Linked DNA regions of Pan troglodytes: region 1 is linked to region 2. The links are chromatin contacts, called in public Hi-C maps. All regions are on one chromosome and are shown on one strand. The core of a region is the stretch at or near the end of the contact, and the rest is flanking DNA. Distances in the headings are between cores, read along the strand shown.

Evidence for each region. A called contact is a pair of places that touch in the nucleus more often than the background predicts.
Region 1: a Hi-C map of induced pluripotent stem cells shows a contact between it and region 2, with 1.7 times the contacts expected there. The contact joins the promoter of CEND1 here to the promoter of CDHR5 in region 2. A contact is called at or near these places in 2 of 7 Hi-C or Micro-C datasets (induced pluripotent stem cells and stem cell-derived neural progenitor cells).

What each region holds. Positions count from the first base shown.
Region 1 is chr9:5,020,137-5,027,323 of NHGRI_mPanTro3-v2.0_pri, forward strand. CEND1 (cell cycle exit and neuronal differentiation 1) reads right to left here and starts at 1,428. Exons shown (of 2, transcript XM_016920054.4): 1 at 1,346-1,428. SLC25A22 (solute carrier family 25 member 22) reads right to left here. Exons shown (of 10, transcript XM_016920047.3): 2 at 6,286-6,468; 3 at 6,075-6,200; 4 at 5,757-5,812; 5 at 4,863-4,953; 6 at 4,170-4,288; 7 at 3,856-4,030; 8 at 3,607-3,761; 9 at 3,445-3,520; 10 at 1,777-3,371. The coding sequence starts at 6,305. The coding sequence ends at 3,218.
Region 2 is chr9:4,825,457-4,832,015 of NHGRI_mPanTro3-v2.0_pri, forward strand. It overlaps CDHR5 (cadherin related family member 5), which reads right to left and starts at 1,811. Exons shown (of 13, transcript XM_016920011.3): 1 at 698-1,811; 2 at 437-612; 3 at 93-143. The coding sequence starts at 782. SCT (secretin) reads right to left here and starts at 3,986. Exons shown (of 4, transcript XM_063783641.1): 1 at 3,428-3,986; 2 at 2,779-2,880; 3 at 2,590-2,682; 4 at 2,190-2,423. The coding sequence starts at 3,492. The coding sequence ends at 2,312.

The sequences.
Region 1 (7,187 bases), core at 178-2,677, 190 kb after region 2:
GAGGCTGCGTGCGGGTCCAGTCCCCCCTGTGCTGCCCCGACCACCTGGTCCCCAGGCAGCCCCTGCCCAGTTCTCTGGACTCTCTGGAGCCCCAGCTCAGGGGCCTCCCGTGGGCCTCTGACACTTCTCTTTCACGGCCTGGACTCCGTCTGTCCATGACCACTCCTCAAGGGGCCCCTCCAGCCGCAGAGGCAAGGGCCACGCACAGGTGGGAGGAGGTAGGGGACCCCACTGTGCTGCATAAAATGGCCCATGCAAATGCCACATCCTCCCACCAGCCGGGGGCAGGAGGCTCTTGGTGGGGAAGTAAGGATCAGGCCCAGAGAACTGGAAGGAAGAGCATTCTCCCCTCCAAGGAGGTGACCGGAGCCCCAGTGGGAGAGCTGACTGCATCCCCTCCTCAGGAGAGCATTCCTGCTTTGCAGAGATGGACACTAAAGCACGGAGGCTGTGACCCGGCCAGGGTCCCGGGGGGAGGAGGGCAGGGAGGGGCAGGAGCTGGGATCTCAGGCAGCCATCAAGGTGGGTGGGCCCACAAGAACCCAGACTTGAGAAAACTGGGGTGTCTCTCCAGGAAGTCAGCGTGGGGCTGTGCTTCCAAGGGCCGTCTGCCCCTCCCCAGCCTCTGGGGCCCCCTCCTCAGCATGGGCCGTGCCTGCCTCCAGCCCTGGAGCAGGGAGTCCTCGCCCAGCCCAGGGCTGTGCTGTCTCTGTGGGCAGAGGGTTCCTGGCGTTAAACAGGGTGGGCACATGCTGCACTTGGCCCGTGGGTCAGGGCGGAGGACAGGGTTCTGGGCTGTGGGAAAGGCGGTGCCCAGATTCTCAATGACCGAGGCAGAGGTGGGAAGGGCCCTGGGGGCCCAGCCGCCCTGAACGTGAGTGGGTCTTGCCCCAAAGCCCCAGAGGCCGCCTGTCTGCCTCTCCCAGGGAAGGATGAGAAATGCCCTCCAGACCTGCAGAGAAAGGGAGGCACGTTCCCCACCCCCCGCCAGGTGCACTGACCACACTGAAGGTCACCCGAAGGTCACAGCGTGATGAGGGCGTCTCCAGAAGAGGCCCAGCTGCTGCCACCTCCCAGGGAAGCCCAGCCGTCCCTTCACCCCTGCAGTTCTCGGGGGGCTCAGCTGCTGGGCATCAAGTTTGCAAAGAGCAGGCGGTCTGCCCCCCCAACCTCGCTATTTGTGGCACTTACATCCCGGCCGCCGCCTCCCTCTCCCGGGATCAGCTGCGCCCTGGAGAACTGGGGGGCCCGCGCGCAAACCCAGTGACCTTCAAGGCCCGGAGCCGCCTCCTCGCCCCGCAGGACGCCGCGCCCGCCCCGCCCCGCCGGGAGCCCCCCGCCTTACGCGTCCTCCGGCCTCCCCGGGGCTGCGCGCTCCTCCGCGGGATGACGGCGGCTGCGAACGCGGAGGAGAGCTCGGGAGTTTCCCACAATGCACTACTCCCGGCGCAGGAGGGCGGGGAGGGGGAGGGGCGACCGGGCCCCGCCCCGCCGGGAACCGTGGGATCCGCAAACCCAGCTCCGCCCTAGATCCAGGGGTAGAAACTTAGGGTCCGAGAGAGCAACTGCGGGGTCCAAGTCCCATCTGGGACTGCCAGAGGCAGGAGGCGGGTCCCGCTCAGCATCCCCTCTAGGCCAGGGCGCCCCTTGGTCGGTGGGTGACGGGGTCGGTGGGTAGGTGCGCAGGCCTAGCCCTGCAGTCTGAAGGGAGCCAGTTATGGGAAGAGGGGACTGCCCTCCCCCGCCCCCAAACAGACCCCCAGACAGACAGCAGCATCTACTTAGAATATTTATTTATCCTCTGACATGACAAGACACAAAAAGTTACAACTTCTTAAAACTCTTCAAAAGAAAAAAATATAATTCTGTAAGCAGCAGCAGCAGCTTCCAAGGTTCTGATGTGACGGGAGGGGCAGCTCCCAGGAGCAACCGTGAACTGGGGGGGTCCAGGCCTGAGCCCCAGGTAGTGTCGCTGGGAAGGGGCCTCTGTGGAGGGCCCCGGTTTTGGGGGCACAGCACCAGCACATCAGGGTCTGTCACCAACACGATCACATGGCCAGGGCGGGGCAGGGAGAGCTTCGGCTCACAGCAGGGATCGCCCGGTGGCAGGGGGATGGGGCTTCTGAAGTGTGGTCAGGGGCCTTATGCCCGGAGGCGGGAAGGATGGCGCTTCTGCAGTGTATCCAGGGGCCTTATGCAGAGGCTGAAAAAGGAGGGTGGGCCCTGAGAGGACTTGGGGGTGCGGCAGCTCCTGGCCCTCCCTCCAGAGCAGGGCAGGCACCCTCAGGCTCCACACTGGTCCCAATGCCCGCCCTGCTCCCTGGCCAATCCCAGGCCAGGGTGGAGGACTCAGGAGAGACCAGGCTGGGTAAGTAAGTTCCTGGACGGGGTCAACAGAGCCTGGGGCACACACAGCACACAGAGCGCCTGGCCACGGCGGGAAGGGGGGCAGTCCCCGGCAGCCCCATCCCCAAGGGCCAGGCCAGGTCCCCATAACACACACACGCATGCACACACACACATACACACACACATGCACACAGACCTCACAATCTGGGCCCCAGCCTGGGGTGGGAGCTGAGGAGCCCACCAGAAAGTCCCACAGTGGGTGGCGGGCTTGCCCTGAGAGTCAGACCCCAGGGCAACCCCTCACTTGGGATTCCTGGCTCAACAGAGAGGGCAGGAGACCCCAGTCCTCTTGCAAGGCTGGCCAGGGAGGCAGAGTCAAGTCCTGCCAAGGCGACAAGAGCGGCTGGGGAAGGACGGAAGGGCTGGAGAGCCACTTGGGTCCAGCAGATTCAATAAATAGGTTTGTGCAGGGTCCCTGTGTGGGCCAGGATGGCTGTGGAGACTGGAGCTGGTGGACTGGGGGTATGGTCCAGCCTGCCCGGCCCAGGCCCGGGGGCCCCCAGCCCAGAGACCAGCTCTGTCCCTGGGGGTGTTCAGGCCAGGGCAGGATTGGGGCAGGGGCTAGCTTGAGGAATGTAAAGATTTCTGCATTTTCTACATAAATAAGACATTGATCCCAACGGTGCAGGCAGCACCCCGGGGGGCTTGCGTGTGCACCACCTATGTGGACCCTGCACCCCGCCCCCTGCTGCCCCTGCCGACGGGAGGGCTGGGGAGGGGTCTTCCCTTGCTCCGTCCTGGGCTAGCTGCCTGGCTCCAGCCCCACACCGGCCCTGCCCGGCTGGCTGGGGTGGAGCAGGTGCTGGGCTCAGGCCTGGGGGTCCTGCAGCAGCCCCAGCAGGGACTCCGCGATGCCCAGGAAGTAGACCACCTGTGCGATGCCGAAAAGGGGCGCGATGACCAGCGCGCGGCAGTAGGCGCCCTTCAGGAAGGCCAAGGGGCCCTCGTGCCGCAGGATCTTCCTGTGGAGGAAGGACGAGAGGGTCAGCCCGGTACGCAGGCCCCCAGGCCCCACCCGCCGTGGGACCTCCCCACCTGGCACAGTCCAGGATCCCAGAGTAGGTGTCCTCGTTGACGCCTCGCTGAAGTGACTGGAGCCGCGTCTTCACCACTGCAAGGGGCGCTCGGGTCAGTGTGAGCCTGGCCAAGGGTTCAGTCCCGCCCCATCCCCAGCCGGGCGCCATCCCATGCACTGACCATCACAGGGGTTGACGGCCACAGCGGCGGCACTCCCAGCCACACAGCCGGCCAGGAAGGACACGTAGAAAGGCGACTTCTCCTCGGACGCCGGGCGGCCCAGCTGGTTCAGGTTGGCAAAGAGCGGGAAGTACACCACAGAGAAGGGGACATCCCTGTGGGGAGGGAGGTGGCCGTGGGGACAGGAGGTGGTGGGGTGGGCAGGCCGGCCTCCCCCTTCCCTCCCCCCACCCGCCCTGTGCCTCCTACCTGAGCAGCGTGGCCCCGAGTCCCTTGTAGAGACCGGCAATGCCGCGGCTCCGCAGCAGGTCGCGGGTCAGCTGGGTGGCCGTGGGCCGAGGGGCAGCTGGAGCCTCCACTGAGGGCTGGGCACCCCCATGGGCCGAGAGCTGGCCCTGGGCAGCCAGGATCTTCCTCTGGGCGGCTGGGGACAAAGAGGCTGCTGTCTCTTCTTCTGTGCGAACTGGGCAGGGGACACGCTCTGGCCCTCCCTGCGTCCCCACCCTCCCCTCGCCCTCACCTCTTCCTGCACCTCTGCCCTCTCCCCCTTCCCCCGCCCTCACCAATGCGCCCTGCATCCTGCAGCTGGATCTTCAGCATCTCCATGGGCGTGGTCACGATCACCTGGCAGGTGCCAGCCCCACAGCCCGCCAGCATCTCTTTAAGCAGGGTCAGCTTCTGCCTGTGGTAGGAGCGGGGCCGCAGTAAGTGGGAAGAGACAGGTCTACCTGCCACCCTCGGGGCTGCCCACCATGCCTGGGCGCAGAGGATGGTGGGAGCCGTGGAGGCAGATGCAGGCCTGTGGGGGTACAGCCCCCAGCCTCCGCCACTGCAGCAGCAGGCAGGGAGGAGACCGATGGACAGACGGCCCCACAGGCAGGAGCCTGGGGAGGGCAGTGGGGCTGTCTGAGACAAAGGAAAATGGGAAATTGGGGGTCAAGTGCCCCAAAAAGGGGCTGTCCTTGCAGTCCCCCTCCAGTGATGGGGGAGCTGGTCAGTGCCCTCAAGCCCTGGCTTGAGGGCAGCAGGCAGCAGCTGGGGGCCAAGGGCTGCCAAGCCAGAGCCCCACTGATTTGACATCTGCTTTGCTCCCCTGGTCAGGGGAAAGGAGGGAGGGTGCCCCACAAGGTCAAAGAAGCCCCAAGCAAGGGGCTGAAGACAGGCAGAGCCCCCAGGTGGGACCCAGCTGGCAGGGTGGACCCATCCTTTATCTGAAGCCAAAGACCCCTCGAGTGTCTGCCAGGCAGGACCCTCACCCGTCCTTAGAGAGCTGATGTCGGAAGAAGTCGTTGGCTGCCAGCTTGATGGCCTTCTCAGGGGTGACGAGGGTCAAGTTCACAGCAGCTCCTGTGGGGCAGGGGGTCAGCTGGGGGGACATGCTCGGTGGCCTGAGTGGGGAGGCGCTTGGCCAGGACTTGCCTCCTGGCTGGCAAAACCCTGTCCCAGTCACTCCTGGCCGCCATCTCCTGTTCTCTCACCCACATTTGGGCCTGGTGTGTGCCAGGTGGGGCGGGGCCAGGCAGGGATGGGGCAGCACCTCAGGCTCAGGTTCTCCCATGCCCACTGCAGCTCCATCTGTCTCTGATTCTGGGCAGCATATTGCTGCTCAGGGCATGAGGACCTCCCCGGAGCCCCTGAGCCCCTGAGGCCTCCCTAGGATACCTCTCCCTCCCTGGAGGACAGATGGTGCTTGTGCTGGCAGGGGGCTGGGGCCAGAGGTCACCGGAGTGTGTGGTCTGGACTGGGCCAGAGCTCGGGGGAGGCTGTGGAGAGCCCCCATCTCAGTGCCGAGGGCTCAGGGCTGGAGAGCTTCTGCCAAATCTAGGCTCTGGATTGTGTCCTAAGCTGCTTTGCGGTAATGCCCCTTACTCCCTCCCATCCCCAGCCACAAACGGGGTCCAGCCTGTCGCAGAAGGCAGAGGCAGCTGCGGCCACCAGAGAAGAGACAGATGTACCGTGGCATCCCACGCACCAGGCACTAAGTGGGGGTGGGGAGCTGCCACGGGAGAGGCTGAGAACTGCCACTCACCAGAGATCCAGTCCCCCCTGCACAGGCACAGCCCCCACAAACACGTCCACGCTCACACACCAGGCCCAGGCTGGTGCTACCCAGGCCTGCCCATATCGAGCCCAGCCGAGCCAAACCTCACCCCGGTACATGCCGAAGTAGCCCTCGGAGCGGACGGTCTTGATGAGGCAGTCGGACCTGTGGCCAAGGGGACAGGGTGAGCCAGGGCCAGCTGGGGCCAGCCGGAGGCCAGGGTCCCTGGACTGTCTAGGGCTGATAGAAGAGGCCAAGTCCTCAGCCCAGCCCCGACCCCAGTCCCGACCCACGTGGGATCTCCCCCAGGCCCGCCTGCCTCCCGTTTCCCTTCTGTCAAACAGGGTGGGGGGCACAGGAGCAGAGCCCCCGCCTCTCCTGCTGCCACATGCTGGGCCCACTCCCCGCGACCGCCCGGCACACTCACATGCTGGTGTACACGCGCTGGCCGTTCTGCTGGTTCTGCAGCCTGGTCTTGGCCAGGTCGATGGGAAACACGCAGGTGACACCGATCAGCCCGGCGATGCCGCCATTGATGAGCTTGGCTGGCAGGCTGCGTGGACAGGGGTGTCAGGACCGGCTTCCTTGACCATGGGTCAGGGTGGGGGTGAGGCACGCAGCCAGGACTGGAGTCTGACCTGATCTGCTTATCAGCCATTTAACTCGATTGCACCCAGGTAGGAGCCGAAGAGGTGGACGCCAGGCCAGGCGGGGTGGAGGTGGAGGTGGAGGAGGCCTTGAGGGAGGGTGGGACCCAGGGGGGTTGGGTAGTGCTCCACCTTCAGGGGGATTTCCAGGCGTCAGCAACCGCCACTTCTGTCCTAGAAGGATGAGGGGATGGGAATGAGTGAGGGTGGGGCCACCCGAAGAGTAATCCTCCCCCAGCCTCCCTCTCTCACGCAGCCCCTCACCCACCACCCCAGACTGGAGCCGTCACTGCGTCCTGAGGGTGCAGCAGCGGGAGGCACCTGCCACCCAGTCCCATGCTCACCCCTGGGACCACCTGGCTTCCTTTCAATCCCCCCCTCCCCACCGCCAGCGTCTTCCCAGCCAGCCTCACACACCGCTCACGCTCGGGCTCACGTGCACCCCGGCCAGCTCCGGCTTTTAAAGGGCCAGGCACCTCTGGGGGCAGTGCCAGGGGCCGGGGCCAGGGTGCCTACCGGAGCACCTCGACCTGGACAGCTGTGGTGACCATCCCCCACATCCTTCAGCACAGAGAGAGCAGCAGCCGGCACCTGCCCCCTTCGAGCTAGGGGCTGGGGTCCCGGGCGCCCTAAGACCCCCCGACCTGGGCTCAGCTATCCCAGGTATGGCTCTCCTCCCATGGCAGCTCCACCCAGGGCCTGCAGAGCTCCTCCCCACGATGCCCACACCCTCCACAGCCAGCCCCTTGCCCCTTCCTCCCCTCCACCCCTCCCAGGAGTTTCACTCATGGACACACAGAAGCCAGTGATGGGACCCCTGGAAGCCTTGGGGGTGGGGGATGGCTGGCCTTCTGAGGCCCCCTGTGGCTGGCACCCCCATCCACTACAGAGGA
Region 2 (6,559 bases), core at 561-3,060:
TGAAACCACACCCTGGCTGACGTCATCAAAGACTGGTCCTGGACCGGCAGGGCAGAGCCCAGCAGAGGTGGCCGGGTGGGGCGGGGACTCACCAATGTGCCTCCGCTCTGACACAGCAGCTGAGCCTCAAGCAGTGAGTTCTCCTGTGGATGTAGACAGGTCTGCAGTCACCGTCCTGTCCCACAGGTGGGGAGACTGAGGCCAAGGGGGCAGGCGCTGGCCCAGGGTCCCCATCATCAGTGGTCAGTGCTGAGGGTGTGGGCCCAGGCAGCTTCATCCCGAAATGGCCCAGCCTTCTAGGGCAGGCACCACCAAGCATGGGTGTCAGTGGATGCCCGCAGGCATAGAACTCCTAGGCCCCCGAGGGAGGTGTGGCCTGAGGATGCAGGTGCCCTTCTCCCGGGACCTCCATATCCCGCCCGCCTGCCGCCCACACCTCGTAATCAGGAGTCACGTTGAGAAACAGCTGGTTTCCCTGGATCCGAAATGCAAAGGGGGTGGACAAGGGTCCGAGGGTCACCTCCTGGCCCTCCGGGACGTGGATGTCCACCAGCGGCTCGGTGACATTTGTGTTCTCCTCTACTTCAAAGATGTCCTTGTTCACAGAGCAGTCTGTAAGGTTGCAGAGGAGGGATCAGTGCCTCCCAGCCCCTGGCTCCCCGCCGCCCGTGCCCCACCTACCCCTGCCCGCACATACACTGGGCCTGGGCCGTGGTCCCCGGGGGTCGGACGAGCAGCCCGGTGAACAGCAGGGGAGGCCACAGCAGGGCCCAAGACCCCATCTTGGCGGCTGTCACCTGACGGGAGGGTCCGAGCGGGTCTGGCGTCTAGGACTGGCGCAGTTCCTACCTCAGCGACCTTCGCCCCAGCCAGACGCCGCCCAGTTTATGATCCTTTACGACCGGCTTCTGCCAAGGGGGCTCCCGCTGGCCGGCTGGTCCAGCCCACTGCCAGAAGGAGGGGCGGTCGTTTGGCCCAAGTTGGACTGAGTGCAGGAGTCAACCAGGGGGCTCAGGTCACAGGCACCAAGGCACAGGGCAGAAGGGACTGGAGAGCGGCTCATGGGTGCCGTGGGGGTAGGGGCAGGGCAGGGGCAGGGCTAGGGTGTGGGAGAGAAGCTGGGGGCTGGGGGCGGGGGCTCGGCCCTTGGTGTCGGGGTGTCTGGAACCTGCCTCCCTAGCCCAGGCTGCCCTGGCTTGGCTCCTCCCCTAAGATCTCCCTCAGGCAGAGTTCCTAAGGCCACCCCTTGAGGCTCAGAACCCGGGTGTTCCCCAGGAAGCACCTCCCTCCCTGCCTGACAGCAGGTTCTGAAGGAAAAGGCTCTCCTCACTGTGTCCTGGGGACACCCCTGCCTGCCCCAGAGACAAGTCGGCTTCTCAGGGTGGGGCTGGACAGGGCCTTAGTGACTGAGGCTAAGGCGGGGCTGTGAGGGGCAGCTGGGAGCTCCTGGGGGGCCCTGGTGCCCGACAGAGGGGGTGAGGTGAGACTCGACACGTGCCCTGCTCTTTTCATCGGCCCCCCACAAGCCCCCAGCTCTAGGGAGAGGCCACTGGGTGGGGTCGGGGCGAGGAAGGGGCTGTCGTGAGGGGGAGGTGGAGTTCTCCTCCTCCAGGCCTGTGCGCCGAAGCTTCTGGCCTCTCATGGCTGGGGCTGGGCTCAGTGTCCTAACCCTGCACGGTGCCCCCATGGTCGCCTTCAAGCCCTGCACGCTCCGTGCTCCACAGGCTCTGAGGGGTCAAGCCACTGGTCCGAGGCCACACAAGACAGAGGGTCCGGAGTCCTCACGCCAGAGTGGATTCCTGGCACCCCAGGTGACACCTCCACCCTCCCCTCTTCCTGCCGGCCTGAGCCCCCCTGGCCCCTTCACACCCTCCCCACTACCCCTTCCAGAAACACTGACCACATGGGCCCCCGGGCAGGAGCTGAGAGGGTGTCCGGGCTCCCCTGAGCCCCAGAATGTTTCCTAATGGATGACAAGGGGTGGGGCGGGGCCCTGCAGTACTTAGTCGAGGTACAGGAGGTGGCCCTGATGCCAGAGATAAGGATGAGGGGCCGGCTGTGCCTGCAGGTGTAAAGGGCAGCTGGGTGTGGTCAGTCCCTGCTGGGTGGATGGGCCTCCATCCATCCCTCAGCCCCGCTACACAGGGGTTGCCTCGATTACACCGAGTGGACACAGACAACTCCCAGCGTCTGGGTCTGATTCCTCCTTTATTGGTGCCAAGTACCACCCCTCCCCCTCTCCCCCATCCTGCCCCCCACCCCAAATGCAGCTGTGCTCCTGGGCCGGGCAGGTGGTGAGGGGGTTCCTTCCTCATCTGGGCCTCAAGGTTCCTTCTGCAGCAGCGCCAGCTGGTTCTGAAACCATAACCCCAGGCCTGGGCCCAGGGGGCAGCCAGGGAGACCAGGTCCCGTCCAGGGGCATCCTGCAGAGACAGCACGTGAGGGTCTGAGGGCTGGGGCTGGAGACCCCGGCCCCGCTGCTGGAATTGGGCCTCCAGTAGCCACCAGCGCTGACCCGGGGAGGCCAGGACAGAAGGAGTGGTCTGGGGTGGGGTCTGGAGTGGGGTCTGCGGTGGGGCGGGTGCTCACCAGGCCTGCAGGATGGGCATGTTGGACCCTGACGGGCAGAGCAGACCCGCGCCGAGCCTGGTCCAGGCCGTGCTGTTCTCTGCGTCCTGCTCGCTGCCCCCCGCCCCAAAACAGAGTTAGTCTTGGAGCGGGGGGGTCGCGCTGCTGCTGGGGCACCACGCCAGGACCCCCCACCCTACCCGGCCTCACCTGCGCTTCCCCACCAGGCCCTGTAGCAGCCGCTGGAGCCGCGCGCCCTCCCGCAGGCGGCTGAGCTCGCTGGTGAACGTCCCGTCTGAGTGTCGCCGGGCCCTGCGGGCAGTCGGGGGTCGGGGTCAGGGCGCACTGGGGGCGGGTGGGGCCCGGGGGGCGGGCGGGCCTGGCGGGCGGCTCACCTGGGGGGCGCGGGGCGCGCGGCGGAGCCCCCGAGGAGCAGCAGCAGCAGCAGGAGGGGCCGGGGGGCCATGGCGGGGTCGGGGCGCAGGAGCTGAGCGCTGCGGCCACGGCCCGGGCCCCCGCAAGGCCCCTTTATGGCGGCGCCCGGAAAGGGGACGGCCCGGCCGCGCCCAGCGATCCCGGGAAGGTCAGGGCCGCCCCCCCAGCTGTCGCCCCGGCCCGGCCTCCCGCCCCCTCCGCCGCGCTGGCGCCCCTCGGCCGGCTGGGGGAGGGGGACATCCCGGCCTGGGGGGCGAACGGAGCGCGGGCCTGGGACCCGCAGAGGGAACCGCACCGCGAAGCCTCGGAGCCTGCGGGGGGCGCGGGGGCGGAGGGGCCGGAGGGCTTGTGGGAGGGTTTGTGGGGGAACTGGGGGGCCCCGGGGAAGGGGCTGCGGCCGGAGTTCCGGAGGCCCCTGGAGCACCTTGCTGGGGCGAGTTCGTCTCCAGCTTCAGCGTGGCGTGACTGTTGGGGGGCCGGTGTTGCCATTTTATCTGCTTTGAAGTGCTTGATTCAGGATCATTCGGTGCATCCATCCCCACCATCCGTTCTCAGACTTTCCCGTCCTCCCAAAATCCGTTCTCAGACTCTCCCGTCCTCTCAAAATCCGTTCACAGACGCTCCCGTCTTCCCAAAATCCGTTCACAGACGCTCCCGTCCTCCCAAAATCCGTTCTCAGACTCTCCTGTCCTCCCAAAATGAAGCTCTGTCCCTATCAAACGCCCCCTCCCCTCCTCAGCCCTGGCGCCCCGTCCACTTTCTGTCTGTGGATTCAGCGCCTCCAGGGACTGCGCGCAGGGGGAGCCTCACGGGATTTGTCCTTTGGAGACCGGCTGGATTCTCAGTGCAGCATCCTCCGCCTTCGCCGCCGCGGCCTGGCCTGTGTGGGAATCTCCTTCCCTTTTGTGGGGAACTGTGTCCCGCTGTGTGCAGGCACCGCATCGACCGCGTCCGCTCATCTGTGGGCCTCTTCATGGACACCTGGGCTGCCTCCCCTTTGGGGCGATGGTGAGTAATGCTGCTGTGAACGTGGGTGTGCAAACGGCCCCTCCCGATCCCGTTTTCAAGCGTTCTTGGTGTATAGTTATGAGGGAATTGCTGGGTGACAGAGTAATTATGTGTTAAATATTCTGAGGAAACGCCAAACTGTCTTCCCAGCAGCGCAGCAGGGTCACGGTTCTTGTCCTCGCCAACACTTGCTACTTTGTGGCTTTTTGTTTGTCGTGTACTAACGATGCCGGTGGGTGCGACGTGGTGTCTCGCTGCGGTTTTGATTGGCATCTCCCTAATGGCCAGCGATGTGGAGCATGTTCTCAAGTGTCTGTGAGCCACGGAGAAATGGCCGTCAAGCCCTTTGATGTTCTGCTGTGGTTGCGAGTCATGCACTGTATCCGTCTGTTAAATCAGCCACAATATTTTCCCCAGCGTTTGCATCATTTCACAGCCCCGCCAGCAATGTGGGGCTGGCTGGCTGGCTTGCTGGCTTGCTTGCTTTGCTTTCTTTTTTTCTTTTTCTTTCTTTCTTTCTTTTTTTCTTTCTCTTCCTTTCTTCCTTTCTTTCCTTTCTTTCCTTTCTTTTTCAGAGGGAGTCTCGTTCTGTCACCCAGGCTGGAGTGCCGTGGGGCCATCTCAGCTCACTGCAACCTCCGCCTCCCGGTTTCAAGCAATTCTTGTGCCTCGGCCCTCCAAGTAGCTGGGATTACAGGTGCCTGCCACTATGACTGGCTAATTTTTATATTTTTAGTAGAGACAGGGTTTCACCATGTTGCCCAGGCTGGTCTGAAACTCCTGACCTCAAGTGATCCACCTGCCTCGGCCTTCCAAAGCACTGGGATTACAGGCGTGAGCCACAGCTCCCGGCCTCACTTTCTCTGCACACTGTCAACATCCCTGCAGTCGCTATTTTTAACCTTCAGCCATTCTCTCTGCGGCAACACCTCCTTTTGTGGTCTTAGTTGCATTTCCCCAGTGGCGGGTGATTCCGAACCTCTTTCCAGGTGCTTGTTTCCATTTGCATGTTGTCGTGGGTTAAATGTATCTTCACATCTCTTGCCCGTTTTTAAATTGTTCTCTACTGCTGAGTTTTTTTTTTTTTTAATTGTGGGAAAATATGCATAACATGAAACTTACCATTTTAGCCATTTTAAAGTATGAAGTGATACTTAGTACGGTCACGGAATTATACAACCAGCACCTCTGTTTAGTTCCAGAACTTTTTACTCCCCAGATGGAAAATCTCAAATCCATAAAGCATTTACCTCCCCTTCCCCCATCCCTTCAGCTCCTGAGTAACAATGAATTTACTTTCTGTCTCTGTGGATCTGCCTGTTCTGGGTATTTCATACCAATAAAATCCTAAAAGCTGGGCATGGTGGTACATGCCTGTGGTCTTGGCTACTTGAGACGGTGAGGCAGGAGGATGGTTTGAGGCCAGGAGTTCGAGACCAGCCTGGGAAACATAGCAAGACCCTGGTCACTATTTTTATTTATTTCTTTATTTTTATTTATTTGTTTTGAGATGGAGTTTCACTCTTGTTGCCCAGACTGGAGTGCAATGGCGCGATCTTGGCCCACTGCAACTTCCGCCTCCTGGGTTCAAGCAATTCTCCTGCCTCAGCCTCTGGAGTTGCTGGGATTACAGCACCACCATGCCCGGCTAACTGTGTATTTTTCATGGAGGCAGGGTTTTGCCATATTGGTCAGGCTGTCTTGAACTCCTGACCTCAGGTGATCTGCCCGCCTCAGCCTCCCAAAGTGCTGGGATTACACGCAGGAGCCACCGCGCCTGGCCCCAGAATTTCATTCATTTTAATGGAAAAACCACACTGCATTTGGTTCATCCATTCACCTGCTGAGGACGTTTGGTTTATTTCTACCTTGTATATATTGTGTTTGTTTGTTTGTCTGCTTGAGACGGAATCTCGTTCTGTTGCCCAGGCTGGAGTGCAGTATACGATCTCCGCTCACTGCAACCTCCGCCTACCAGGTTTAAGTGATTCCCCTGCCTCAGCCTCCTAAGTAGTGGGACAACAGGCATGCACCACCACACCCCCTAATTTTTGTATTTTTAAAAAATATTTATTTATTTATTTATTTTAGAGATGGACTCTCACTCACTCTGTCACCCAGGCTGGAGTGCACTGACCTGATCTCAGCTCACTGCAACCTCCGCCTCCCGGGTTCAAGCTATTCTCCTGCCTCAGCCTCCCAAGTAGCTGGGATTACAGGCACCTGCCACGCCCGGCTAATTTTTGTATTTTTAGTAGAGACGGGGTTTAACCCTGTTGGCCAGGCTGGTCTCCAACTCCAGGTCTCAGGTGATCCACCCGCCTCGGCCTCCCAAAGTGCTAGGGTTACAGGCATGAGCCACTGTGCCCAGCCAGTACTTTGTGTATTTTCAGTGGAGATGGGGTTTCACCATGTTGGCCAGGCTGGTCTTGAACTTCTGGCCTCAAGCAATCTGCCCACCTCGGTCTCCCAAAGTGCTGAGATTACAGGCGTGAGCCACCATGCCCGGCCCCTTTTGTATATTGTGAATAGTGCCGCTGTGAACATT